2 separate regions of the Sus scrofa genome follow, and region 2 is linked to region 1. A link is a contact called in public HiChIP or PLAC-seq data. All regions are on one chromosome and are shown on one strand. Each heading gives the region's core, a stretch centred on a gene start, on an enhancer-like site or on the middle of the called end of the contact. The rest is flanking DNA. Distances are from core to core; before and after follow the strand shown. Region 1 has its middle 97 kb from the start of NCOR2. Region 2 overlaps NCOR2 (nuclear receptor corepressor 2).

The links. HiChIP or PLAC-seq counts read pairs in DNA pulled down with a chosen protein or histone mark.
Region 2: a contact with region 1 is called in an H3K27ac HiChIP or PLAC-seq map of skeletal muscle. The contact joins two enhancer-like sites. A contact is called at or near these places in 2 of 2 datasets of contacts at active chromatin or transcription factors (alveolar macrophages and skeletal muscle).

Annotation. Positions count from the first base shown.
Region 1 is chr14:28,543,076-28,548,857 of Sscrofa11.1, reverse strand. No RefSeq gene overlaps it. Among named protein-coding and RNA genes, the nearest start is that of NCOR2, 97 kb to the left of the region's middle. Within about 2 kb of position 3,212, at least 41 of the 83 cell types and tissues checked have an H3K27ac peak or open chromatin away from gene starts, as enhancers often do. A contact at or near this core is called in alveolar macrophages and skeletal muscle, where this site is marked.
Region 2 is chr14:28,757,202-28,762,983 of Sscrofa11.1, reverse strand. It overlaps NCOR2 (nuclear receptor corepressor 2), which reads right to left. Exons shown (of 49, transcript NM_001044576.1): 19 at 1-139. Among named protein-coding and RNA genes, the nearest start is that of RFLNA, 81 kb to the left of the region's middle. Within about 2 kb of position 3,128, at least 63 of the 83 cell types and tissues checked have an H3K27ac peak or open chromatin away from gene starts, as enhancers often do. A contact at or near this core is called in alveolar macrophages and skeletal muscle, where this site is marked.

The DNA of each region.
Region 1 (5,782 bases), core at 1,963-4,462:
CCCATTCATTCCAAATGTTATAGTTTGCATCCAAATGCCTCTTTTAAAATTATGGTTAAATATATGGAACCTAACATTCACCATTTTACTGTTTGTTATTTTTATTTTTTTTATTTATTTACTTACTGGCCATATGTGGAATTTCCCGGGCCAGGGATCAAACCCAAGCTACTGCAGCAACCTGTGCCACTGCAGTGACAACACCAGATCCTTCACTTGCCGTGCCACCAGGGAACTCCAATTTTACCATTTTTGAGTGTCCGGTTCAGTGGCATTAAACACATTCACATTGTTGTACAACCATCACCTCCTTCCACCTCCAGAGCTTTTTTTCATTTTCCCAAGTTGAAGCTCTGGCCCCATTAAACACCAGCTCTTCATACCCCCTCTGACCCCGGAACCCAGGGGGTTCTTTCTCCATGAATTTAACTACTCCAGGTACTGCATGTAGATGGAGTCATATGGGAGTTTCCTGGGGGCCAAGCTGTTAAGGGCCTGGTGTTATCATTGCTGCAGCACAGATTTGATCCCTCGCCTAGGAAATTCCACATGCTGCCAGCATGGCCAAAAAAAAAAAAAAAAAAAAGGAGGCTGCTGGGATGGGAAAAGGGGAAAAAAAGATTATTATTCATAGATAACGAGATTACTTATAGAAAATCTGAAATAATCTTTACATAAATTAGAGTTACCCAGTGAATTTAGAAGAGCTATAAAATGTAATGTCAGCATACAAAAATCAATTGTACCTACTGGCAATAAATAATTAGAAGATGGAATTTTATTTTATTTTATTTTATTTATTTATTTATTTATTTATTTATTTATTTATTTATTTATTTATTTATTTTGTCTTTCTGCCTTTTCTAGGGCTGCTCCCATGGCATATGGAGGTTCCCAGGCTAGGGGTTGAATTGGAGCTGTAGCCGCCGGCCTACGCCAGAGCCACAGCAATGTGGGATCTGAGCCGTGTCTGCGACCTACACCACAGCTCACAGCAATGCCAGATCCCCAACCCACTGAGCAAGGGCAGGGATGGAACCCACAACCTCATGGTTCCTAGTCGGATTTGTTAACCATTGCGCCACGATGGGAACTCCTAGAAGATAAAATTTTAAAACATTGTTTTCAGGAGTTTCCTGATGGCCTAGCAGATAAGGATCCAGCTTTCTCACTGTTGTGGTTCGGGTCACTGCTGTGGCACAGGTTCGATCCCTGGCCTGGGAAGTTCTGCCTGTTCAGGGGCATGGCCAAAAGAAGGACAGAAAGAAAGAAAGAGGAAAAGAAGTGGAGTTATACGGTCTTTGTCCTTATGCGACTGGCTTATCTCACTCAGCAGAATGTCCTCCAGGTTCACCCGTGTTGTGGCCCATGTGAGAATTGTCTTCCTTTTGAAAGCTGAATCGTACTCCACTGTGTGGATGGACCACATTCTGTTTATCCATTCATCTGCTGATGGGCGCTGGGTTGCTCCCCCTTTCGGCTCTTGTAAAGAGTGAAGCTATGAACATGACTGCGTCATTATCTCTGAGCCCCAAGCTGCCGTTAGACTTTGGTTGAAGACCATTACCAGACCAGAGCTGACAGCAAGGGAACATCAATAAGGGGAATGAATTTACTTCCACCTACACGTTCGTTCTCAAGGCCGAGGACTTGTCTGTTTCATGAAAGTCAATGATTTATTCAAATGAGATCTGCTAGGCCCCTGTGAAACACGTTTGTGAAACTTGAATACACTCATCCAAGGCAAGGAGCCGAGGCCTCTACTAAATAAATGTGAAACAGATCCTACCTCTCCCTGGCTGACATCCTTCTAGCACTTGCTGAGAGCCTTTGCTCTCAGATCAAAATCTAGATTCCTCCCAGAAGCTTCCATGGCCCTGTGTAATTGGCTTCTGCCCTCCCCTCCCATATAGGCCTCCTTGTTCCTGAAACAGTCTGAGCCCATTCCTGCCCCAGGGCCTTTGCACGTGCTGTTCCTCTGCCCTGAATGCTTGGCCCCGAGGTTTTCTCATGGCTTGCCTTGTCAGCAAAGTCTTCCCTAATCACCCCCACCCCAAGCTAAAGTCACAGTCACATCTCCCTGTCACTCCTTTGGGGTTTCACGCACAGCACGGCTCACAGATGAAATTCTCAAGTTCTTTCTTTTTCTGACACAGGAGGACAGGGACCTTGCCTCAGCCCCTGCTCTAACCCTAGCACCTGGTATTTAGTCAGGGCCAACAAATGTTGGTTGAATGACAAAGTGTCCCCTAAAACAAGCCTGTGGGGAGGTAGTGATACAGACACTTTCCTTTTTAAAAATTTATTATTATTATTATTATTGCTTTTTAGGACCACACTAGCAGCATGTGGAGCTTCCCAGGCTAGGGGTCTAATCGGAGCTACAGCTGTCGGCCTATACCAGAGCCACAGCAATGCAAGATCCAAGCCACATCTGCAACCTACACCATAGCTCATGGCAACACTGGATCCTTAACCCACTGAGTGAGGCCAGGGATCGAACCCCCAACCTCATGGTTTCCAGTTAGATTCGTTTCCACTGCACCACAGTGGGAACTCCAATACAGACACTTTTCCAATGAAGAAACTGAGGCTCAAGATCACGCAGCTTGGAAACAGAGGCCCTGGGACAGAAACATGCGTCAGCCTGCTCTCTCCCCATCCGGAGCTCCTCAGAAAACAGGGTGAAGCCCTGGATGAGGCCCTGCGTGCCCTCTTTCCCACCCTTGGGAGAAGCAGCCAGTGAGAAGGAAGGTGCCAGGCAGCTGGCCTTTCCCGAGAGGCGCAGAGCCTGCAGAGTCTGACTTGCAATGGCAGAATTAATCTGCCCTTGGGCTGTGCTGGCTCTGGTCCCAGCCTGGTGGTGACTGTCACTCTAGATAGAAGAGGGCGCCTCTTGCCATGGCAACGGGAACGTCACCGGAGATGTATTTGCACAAAAGGGGGGGGGTGTCAGGAAACACCCACACACTGGCAGCAGGAACATGGTGCTGTGGCCTCTATCCCTGCCCGGGGACAGGTGCTGGGAGGTGGCTGAGCTGCTCTGATGAGCTGCAGCCTCCCCCAGGCCCGGTGTCTGCCCTCCCAAGAACTGGGCTCTTCTCTGTTTCCTGGAGTGGAGAAGGAAGGAGAGACATGTTACCCAATACACTGATGCATCTGCTCTGTGCCAAGCGAAGGGCCGGCCACTTTCACGCCTCTCTGAATCATCGTGACCTTTGCACAGATGAGGAGATGGTGGCCAAGAGAGGCGAGCCTAAGACTCAGGAAGCCCCTTAGGGTGTGGCGCTATGTAGTGAGGCCTTGGAGGCAGAATAGGCTGGGTTCAAAATCCCTGCTTTTCCCACTCACCAGCTCTATTTCCTTGATGAAGTCATTGAGTGTCTGGGCCTCAATGTTCTCATCTGTAAAATGGGAGCAATGATAGTTTCCAGGATAACCACTGATTTTTTTTTTTTTTAAAGGGCTGGGGCCTGGGGCAGGGGCTGGGGCTTGTACTCATCTTTTTCTTCCTTTTTTTTTTTCACACTATACAATTCAGTGGTTTTAATATATTCGCACAGTTGTGCAACCTACACTACTATCTAATTCCAGAACATTTTTCATTAGCCCAAAAGGAAAGCCCACACCCTAGCAGTCACTCCCATTCCCCGCTGCCAGCACCTGACACCCTCCAGTGTGCTGTCTCTATGAATTTGCTGATTCGGGACATTTCCTATAAATGGAATCCTATGACATATGGCCTTTTGTATCTGGCTTCTCTCACTTAGCATGTTTTCAAGGTTCATTCATATTGTACCATAAGTATCAGAACTTCATGCCTTTTTTTTTTCTTTTTACAGCCAAATCTGTGGCATATGGAAGTTCCCAGGCCAGGGTTCAAATTGGAGCTATAGGTGAGGCCTACGCCACAGACATGGCAACACTGGATCCGAGCGGTATCTGTGACCTACACTGCACCTTGCAGCAGTATTGGATCCTTAATCCATTGAACAAGGCCAGTGACTGTGTTGGGTTCTGGGCCACAACAGGAACTCCTCACTTTTTTTTTTTTAAGGGCCGTACTCACGGCATATGGAGGTTTCCAGGCTAGGGGTCAAATCAGAGCTACGGCTGCCAGCCTACACTACAGCCACAGGATCGAGCCGCGTCTGTCACCTACACCACAGCTCATGGTAGCACCAGATCCTTAACCCACTGAGTGAGGCGAGGGATCAAACCTGCCACCTCATGGTTCCTAGTCGGATTCTTTTCCACTGCGCCACGACAGGAACTCCTCCTCATACATTTCATAGCTGAAAAATATTCCAACCTACAGATAGACCACAATTCGTCCATTCATCACTTGATGGACATTTGGGTTGTTTCCATCTTTCGGCTCTTGTAAATAAAGCTGCGATGAACGTTCATATATAAGTTTCTGTGTGGATGTATGTTTCCATTTCTCTTAGTATATACTTAGGAGTGAAATGACCCAATCACATGATAGGTGTAGGTTAAACTGCTTAAGAAACTGCTGAACTATTTTCCCAAATGGTTGTACCATTTTGCATCCTCACCAGCAATGGGTGAGAGTCCCAGTCTTTCCAAATCCTTGCTGGCACTTGGTCCACTGCTGTCATTTTATCAGTGAAGATGCTTTTGAAGATGCTGTAATTAACAAAACTGCCCGCACAATACTCATAATGGTCAAATAATGGAAGCCACCCAGGAGGCCAACAACGAATGGAGGGTTAAGCAAAATGTGGTACATACATACAACAGGATACTATTCAGCCTTAAAAAGTCTCTTTTCCCACAGTGGATACCACATGCCCAATAGGCTGGGAGATGTATTTGCACAAAAGGGGGGGGGTGTCAGGAAACACCCACACACTGGCCCCTGAAGGCTCTTGGTGCTGTCCTTGTACATATGAGCTTAAAACGAAAGCTAGAAAAATATTAAGGCATTGAAATAATCAAATCAGTAATTTTTTTGAAATAACGTAACCAACTGGCATGACCATCAACCTAAGTTCTGATGATATGGAATCCAAACAAATAAAATGCCCAAACGTTGGGGTTTTTTTTTCCTCCCCTATTGAACCAAAAAAAAAAAAAAGAAGAAGAAGGAAAGAAATTCCAGCTCAGACTTACAATATGCATGAGCATGAGGACATTATGCTAAATGAAATCAGCAAGGCACAAAAGGACAAATACTGCATTATTCCACTTCTGCAAGGTACCCAGAGGAGTCAAATTCACAGCGACAGAAAGAAGAAGGGTGGGTGCCAGAGACTGAAGCGGGCAATGGAAAGTTAGTGTTTAATGGGGATAGAGTTTCAGTGTGGGAAGATGAAAAGTTCTAGAGTTGGATGGTAATGATGTTTGCACAACAGTGGGAATGTTCACGGTGCCACTGAACTGTACTCTTACAGATTGTTAAAATTGTGCATTTTATGTTATGTCTATTTTATCGCAAATTTTTAAAAAATGCAACATCTTTTATACTTTGTCCTTGAGTGAGCTTTTTTTTTTTTTAAATTTCAAGTCTCTCAATCTACCATGTGGCAGGAACTAAATTCTGCCCCTCTGGGCCTGGGGATGTCCAGGGGAGAGCCTGTGACCCATTTCTGGCCTTTGAGAGACAAGAGGAAGTCTGCTGATGGCTCTTGAGGAAGAGAGAGCTCACTATAAAATGAGAAAAATACAGGAAGAGAGGCTTGTTCCATTTCGCCCACTCTCCTTCCTGCCTTTGGATGTCATTGTGTGAGGAAGTGATGTCTGAAGCTGTGGCAGTCAC
Region 2 (5,782 bases), core at 1,879-4,378, 210 kb before region 1:
TTCAGCTTATGCTGCTGCAGGATCTCATCCAGGTTCTGCCTCTTCTTGTAGTTGAAGTAGAAGTTCTTACATTGGGACACAGTCTTGGAGCCCACCATCCGGGCGATGGCCGACCAGTTCCGGCCGTGTTCCAGGAGACCTGCAGGGGAGAGGGCGGCAGGTGAGGGGCAGCCAAGGGGGCCTGTGCTCACAGCCTGGAGGGTCAACAGACCCTGGGCAGAAAGCAGCCCTGATCCCAGGCCTCAGGCTCCCTGCAGAGGTCCAAGGCTCCAAAAAGACAAACTGGGGGGAGGGGGGTGGCATCAAGAGGCACCGGAAGAGTGCGGCGGCCTGGCCTCCCCAGGCTGCATGGGAAAGGCCTAGGCTCCTGGAACCCGAGGGGCAGGAGGGTGCAGCCTTGGGTGCACCCCTGCCGAGGCCACTGTCAAGGGTCCCGGGGACTGAGGCCTGAGGTCTGGGGCACAGACCCCGCCCGGGGCCCCACTTCTCCTCCTCCCCTGGCTGTCGTGACCCAGCACTGACACTCACTCACAGCTGCAGACGAGGCCTCGGGAGACGGAACTGTTTTCCGGCCGCACCGGGCCAGGGAAAGGAAGGAACGTGTGAGCAGGGGTGGGAGGGTGGAGTCCAGGCCAGGAGCGGGTGAGCTGGGCCAGGAGATGCTGCCCCCAGGTTAACGGGGCACCCTCAGGGCCCAAAGTTCCCTGCCAAAACCTAAAGGCCCACCCTGGCCTCCAGGCAGATTCAGGGGCTGGGAATGGACTTGCCCCCTCCACCAAACCACAGCCCCTGCCCCCCCATCTCCACAAGCTTCTTTCACAGCCTCGAAGAATCCTTATGTGGAAAGACCCCCCCCACACACCCAGAAATTGGCAGACCCCATCCCAAACCCTCCTAAGTCAGAGAAAGTTCCCTCCATTCCCACAAACTCAAGTCAGAGCTGCACCTCCAACCTCTCTCCCATTTTCAATGCCATAAATCCCAGGCTCAGCACAAAGGCACCCCCCACATGCACCGGAAGCAGCCCAGAGTCAGCCCCTCTGCCCACAAAGCTTATACGCAGACACGCCTTGCACAGGCTGGCGCCTCTACATATTTACACCTTGCATCTCCCGCTGCGTGCCTTTGTGCAGCCAGGTCAGCCTGAGCAGGTAGGGCCTGCCCCTTCCTGACGGCCGCTGGAGGGACGGACAGGAGGCTCACGCCTCCCAGGGGCTGTGGGGCAGGCCTGGGCCCCCAGAGGGCAGCAGGCACGAAGCCTGAGTCACATTGCTGGGAACACAGCGGCCTCTGAGCCCCAGAGCTAGACTTGTAAGGACGACAGAAAGATTTCCCATAACGAAGTTTGAAGCTGTTTGCCTTGAATCAAATCAAGCTGCAAGCAGGGAGGGTTACGACTGATGTTTTGCAGGGGTGCGGGAGCCTGAGGGGCTGACAGTCTGTGTGTTGGTATTTTCTGGTTTCCATTCATTCATCCATCCACCCACCTATCCATCCACCCACCTATCCACCCACCCATCCGTCCATTCAAACGTGCCGACGGCTTGCTATGTACAAGGCTCTAATAGTCATAAAACAGCAGCAAAAACAACATCAACAAACCACCACGTCACATGGCTAAGCAACCTGGAGTTTGCAAAGCCTTTTAAAGATCAGGTTCCCTCTCATCCTTGCTGTCCAGGCCATGGCTGTTTTCCCATCCCTAGGACGGGGGAAACCAAGGCTCAAGGGATCACAGCAACTCTCAAGCTTGTAGGATGGGCCAGGGGCCCAAGTGGACATCAGAACCCAAGTTTTCTGCTCTCCCGCCTCTGGACCCAGCGGGGTGGGGGTGGTGCTGGACTGACAGGCCACCTGCTCCCCCGTGAAGGCCATGGGGCCACGTGGCTCCTCGGCAGCTCCTCAGGGTTCCTCAAGGACAGGCACAGAGGGGAGGGCCGGGGCGTGGGATCAAGTGTAACCCAGCCCCCTGACCTTTCCTTCTGCCCGCGCCAGCAGCAGCTGCCACTTCCACAGAACCTGGCGGAGGACGACGGGGACGCGTTTATTTATATTTCCCCAGCCGGGGCCAAGAGAACCCAGGCAAACACGTCGGCCGGAACCCCGGTAGGGAGAGGGCGGGTCTCCCATCTGGGCCTGCTGGGGGGTGTGGGGTGAGGGGAACGAGGGCCCAGGGGGTGGCAGGACCCCCCCCACAGGTTGACATTTACAACTCAACACATAAATAAAGAAGCGGCTTAGAGTTGGCTTCGGGCGGGGGGGGGGGGTTTAGGGTCCTAATTAACCTCACTCCTGGAGCAGGAGCTTGGCAGGGGGGGTCACCCAGCTCTCCCCCGAAACTACTGGTGAAGGAACACTGGACTGAGTGGTCCAGAAGCCTTGGCCAGAACTGCTGTGGGGTCTCCACCACCCCCTCTGCTCTGGGGCCTCAGTTTCTTTAACTGCTGTGTGAAGGACTAGGGTGAGTGTCCTAATATTACTGGCCAGGGTCCCTGCGATGGGGGTGGAGAGTTTTCCTTCTGGTTCTGGTTCTGGGAACCCCAGACTGAGGATGCCGGGCTCAGGGTGGTGCTCTATAGGTCCCACCAAGCCTTGGAGACCACCGGGACTAGACGCAGCTGAAAGCCCCCCCCACCCTGTCTACCTGGAGAGAGCACCTCTAAGCATGTGCCAGCCAAGACCCCCAAGACCTGCCTGCCCCAAACACAGACCCAAGCACTTCCCTCCTTCCTGAAAAGACCCAGCCCCACAGCCAGAGGCAGGGGAAGGGGCGCCAAGAGAAAGACGGTGAGATCTCACGGGTTAGAACTCCCAAGTCGCCGGCCCTGGGGGGGGTCCCTGTCACCGTGGCACAAAGCACCCCCCTCATCCCCTCCCCGGAGCCACTCACTCACATCCTCTCATCTGCGTCTCCCCCTCGGCCAAGTTTTCCGGAAACATACGGCTTGGAGGATGCTCCAGGGATCGGAGCTGGGAGCAGCGGGCTGGGAGGCGGGAGGCTGGGCGGCCGTGGTGCCGGCTCCGCAAGGCTTCTGGCTGGCGTCTGCTGGCGGCTCAGCTCTGCCTCACATCCTTCTCGTCCAACGCGCGAGGGAGGGGGGAAGAGGGAGGGGCCGGGCGGTGGGAGGGCGGCAGGCGGAGGCTGGCTCCGGGAAGGGCGGGGAAGCAGCTCCGTGCTGCGCGCCGTGGTGGCCCAGGGCTCCTCCGGCGCTGCCACCCCTGAGCCGTGCCCCCCGCAGCTGCAGGCGTGCGAGGTGCCCTTCGCCGATGGGGGCGGGTGGCGAGAAGCTGTCGGCTGTGTGCTCGGTGCCCTGTGCCAGGCGTCACCAGGAAGCACAGCGTCCTCGCCTCCTTAGGGCACCAATGTGCCCAATACCGGTGCTCAGTCCCCAGACCCCTGACACCTCCCTACTCTGAGGACAGAGTCCAAAGACCCCAGCCTGTCAGGTAGCAGTGCCTGGGCAGCCTCACAGAGAGCCTGGGATCGGCTGATCTTCCTGCTGCCTGACCCAGCGAGGCGCGTCAGGGCTGAATGTGACCTCCAGACGGAGGCTCGCAGGAGCAGGCGGGGCGGGGGAGTGTGGCAGAAGCCCAGGTTCAGAAGGGGCGGGCCAAATTGGCACAGGCTCTCCCCCCCTCCCTCTCTCCCCATCCGTGGCGGTGGCGGCGTCAGCAGCGGTAAGAACAGATGAGGGTTCAGAAAAACAGAGCTTCTCCACCCCAGCAGACAGGAGCAAACAGCTTCTTCCGCTGTCATTCCCCAGTGCTGGTTCCACCTGTGGTCTGCCCCCAACCCGGCCTGATGCTGCCAAGGTGACCAGGCCCTCGAGATGGGGGACTCTATTTGAGGAGCCTCTTCTAAGTGCAAATGAGACCTCCAATCACTGAGGGTGGGAGGAGGGTTTGGAGTTGCTAGAGGGCTGGCTCTCTAGGGCGTCCTCTTTCCTTCCTCACTGAGACACCCGTGACAGCCAGGTCAGCCTGCGTCCCATACAAACACCTGCTATGGACGCCCCAGGCAGCTCCCAGGAGGTTGAAAGTTAACTGGGTTGAACTTTGGATCGAGATCCAGGTCACGACCGATTTCTCCAACTCTGGGGTCATTGACCTGCTTGTCCCTTTGGCCCTCAGCCTTTCCATCCTGCTCACAAAACCCAAGGAACAATAGGCCACAGGTCTCTGAAGCACTCCTGTTCCCGCTCGCCCCCTCCCCGTCGCACATCCTACCCCCAGCCCTCATCCTGGGTTCCGGGCATACCACCAGGGGAGGGCCACACATTCCAACCGTGTGGGGGACCTGGGACGTGCTGCCCACGATCCGTTCTCCTCAAGGGAGGCCAGGTGAGCTTTTAAGGATACCCATCCCATCATGTCACTCCTCTGCTCAGATCTTACAATGATGACCCAAAGCTCTGCAAATAACATCCAAAGACCTCCTCACGGTGCATGAGGGCCAGTCCTGCCCGCTTCGAGCCTGCTCCCTCCTTCTCCTCTTGCTCACTCACTCCAGCCACCAGAACCTCTTCTGCCCAGCCATCGACACTTGGCCTGCCTGGCCGCTTTTTCACAGGTCTTTAGTTCTCAGCTTCAAGTGACTCCCCACAGCAGCCTTCCTTGACCAACCATTCTCTCCAAAGCCATCCTCCCAAGACACCCTGCCGTCAGGGGGTCTTACTGGCAGCTGAAATCAGCTTCTTGTCTCCACTGCTCATTGACAGCTGTGTCTCTGCACCCAAAACTGCTAGGTGTGCAGGAGGCACTTGGCAAATGAACAGAGCTCCAGACACCCTGGGCATCCAGGCCTGGGGGTCCACTGGGCATGTCCCCCAGGCATCTCTGCTGCCCCTCTGCAGCTCCCAAAGAGAGGAGGAGGGTGAGCGTTTATGCCTGCAGGGGGTCCTGGGACACCCCCGCCCCCCGAAAGAAGAGACAGGAGGAGGGCGTGCCCCCTGGCACACCAGGGGCACGCCCATGCACATGCTATGCTGGCGCCCCAGACAGCACATTCTGCTTATACTCCCTGTGGTCCGGATTCCCTGACCCCACTTCTAATTTCTAAGGAAGGAGTTTCGTTCTGAAGTGTCAGGAGGCAGGAACTAGGAAGTGAAATTGACCAAGACAGGAAGTCAAGCCAGGAGGTGTGAGTCATGGACTTGGAGTGTGGAATGAGGCGAAAGAGTGTGTGTGTGTTGGGGGAGGTGGGTGGCCACAGAGGTAGCGGTGAGAGGGCTTCTCTGGGTGGTGGTTTTGGGGGCTCAGCCTGGCCACGCTGACTGCTCTGGTCACCTCGGCAGGGAGCTTCCTGTGCACTGTCTGGAGGTCTGGGACAGACCGTTCTCTCGGATGACTCAGCCCCTCTCAGCTCTAATACACTGGCCCCCAGAAAGGCCTCATCCTTGTCACATCCCTCCGTAAGCTGCTACCACCCTCTCAGGGTCCCTCATGCAGGCAGCTCTCGCACTGGGGTCTGAAAACCTGCCCACATGCACCCCACCATGGTCGAGTGCTGATAACCTGGAGGGAGGAGAAGTCTTTTCAGCACCTGCGGGCACCACAGAGCCATCTATCTGCATCCTCTGGAAACCAGCTGCTCCCTCTAGAAACCAGCATCTGCGCCCCCCTCCAAGAAACACTGGCTCCCCACCACCCCAGCCAGCCCCGTCCAACCCTGAAGTTTTCTGTTCCCTCCATGAATAAGCACAGGCTGCCAGCAGGAGGGGCATTTTCATGCCCCTCCCATCAACTGCCATTTTCCAAGAGAAACTCCAGTTTGCAAAACAAG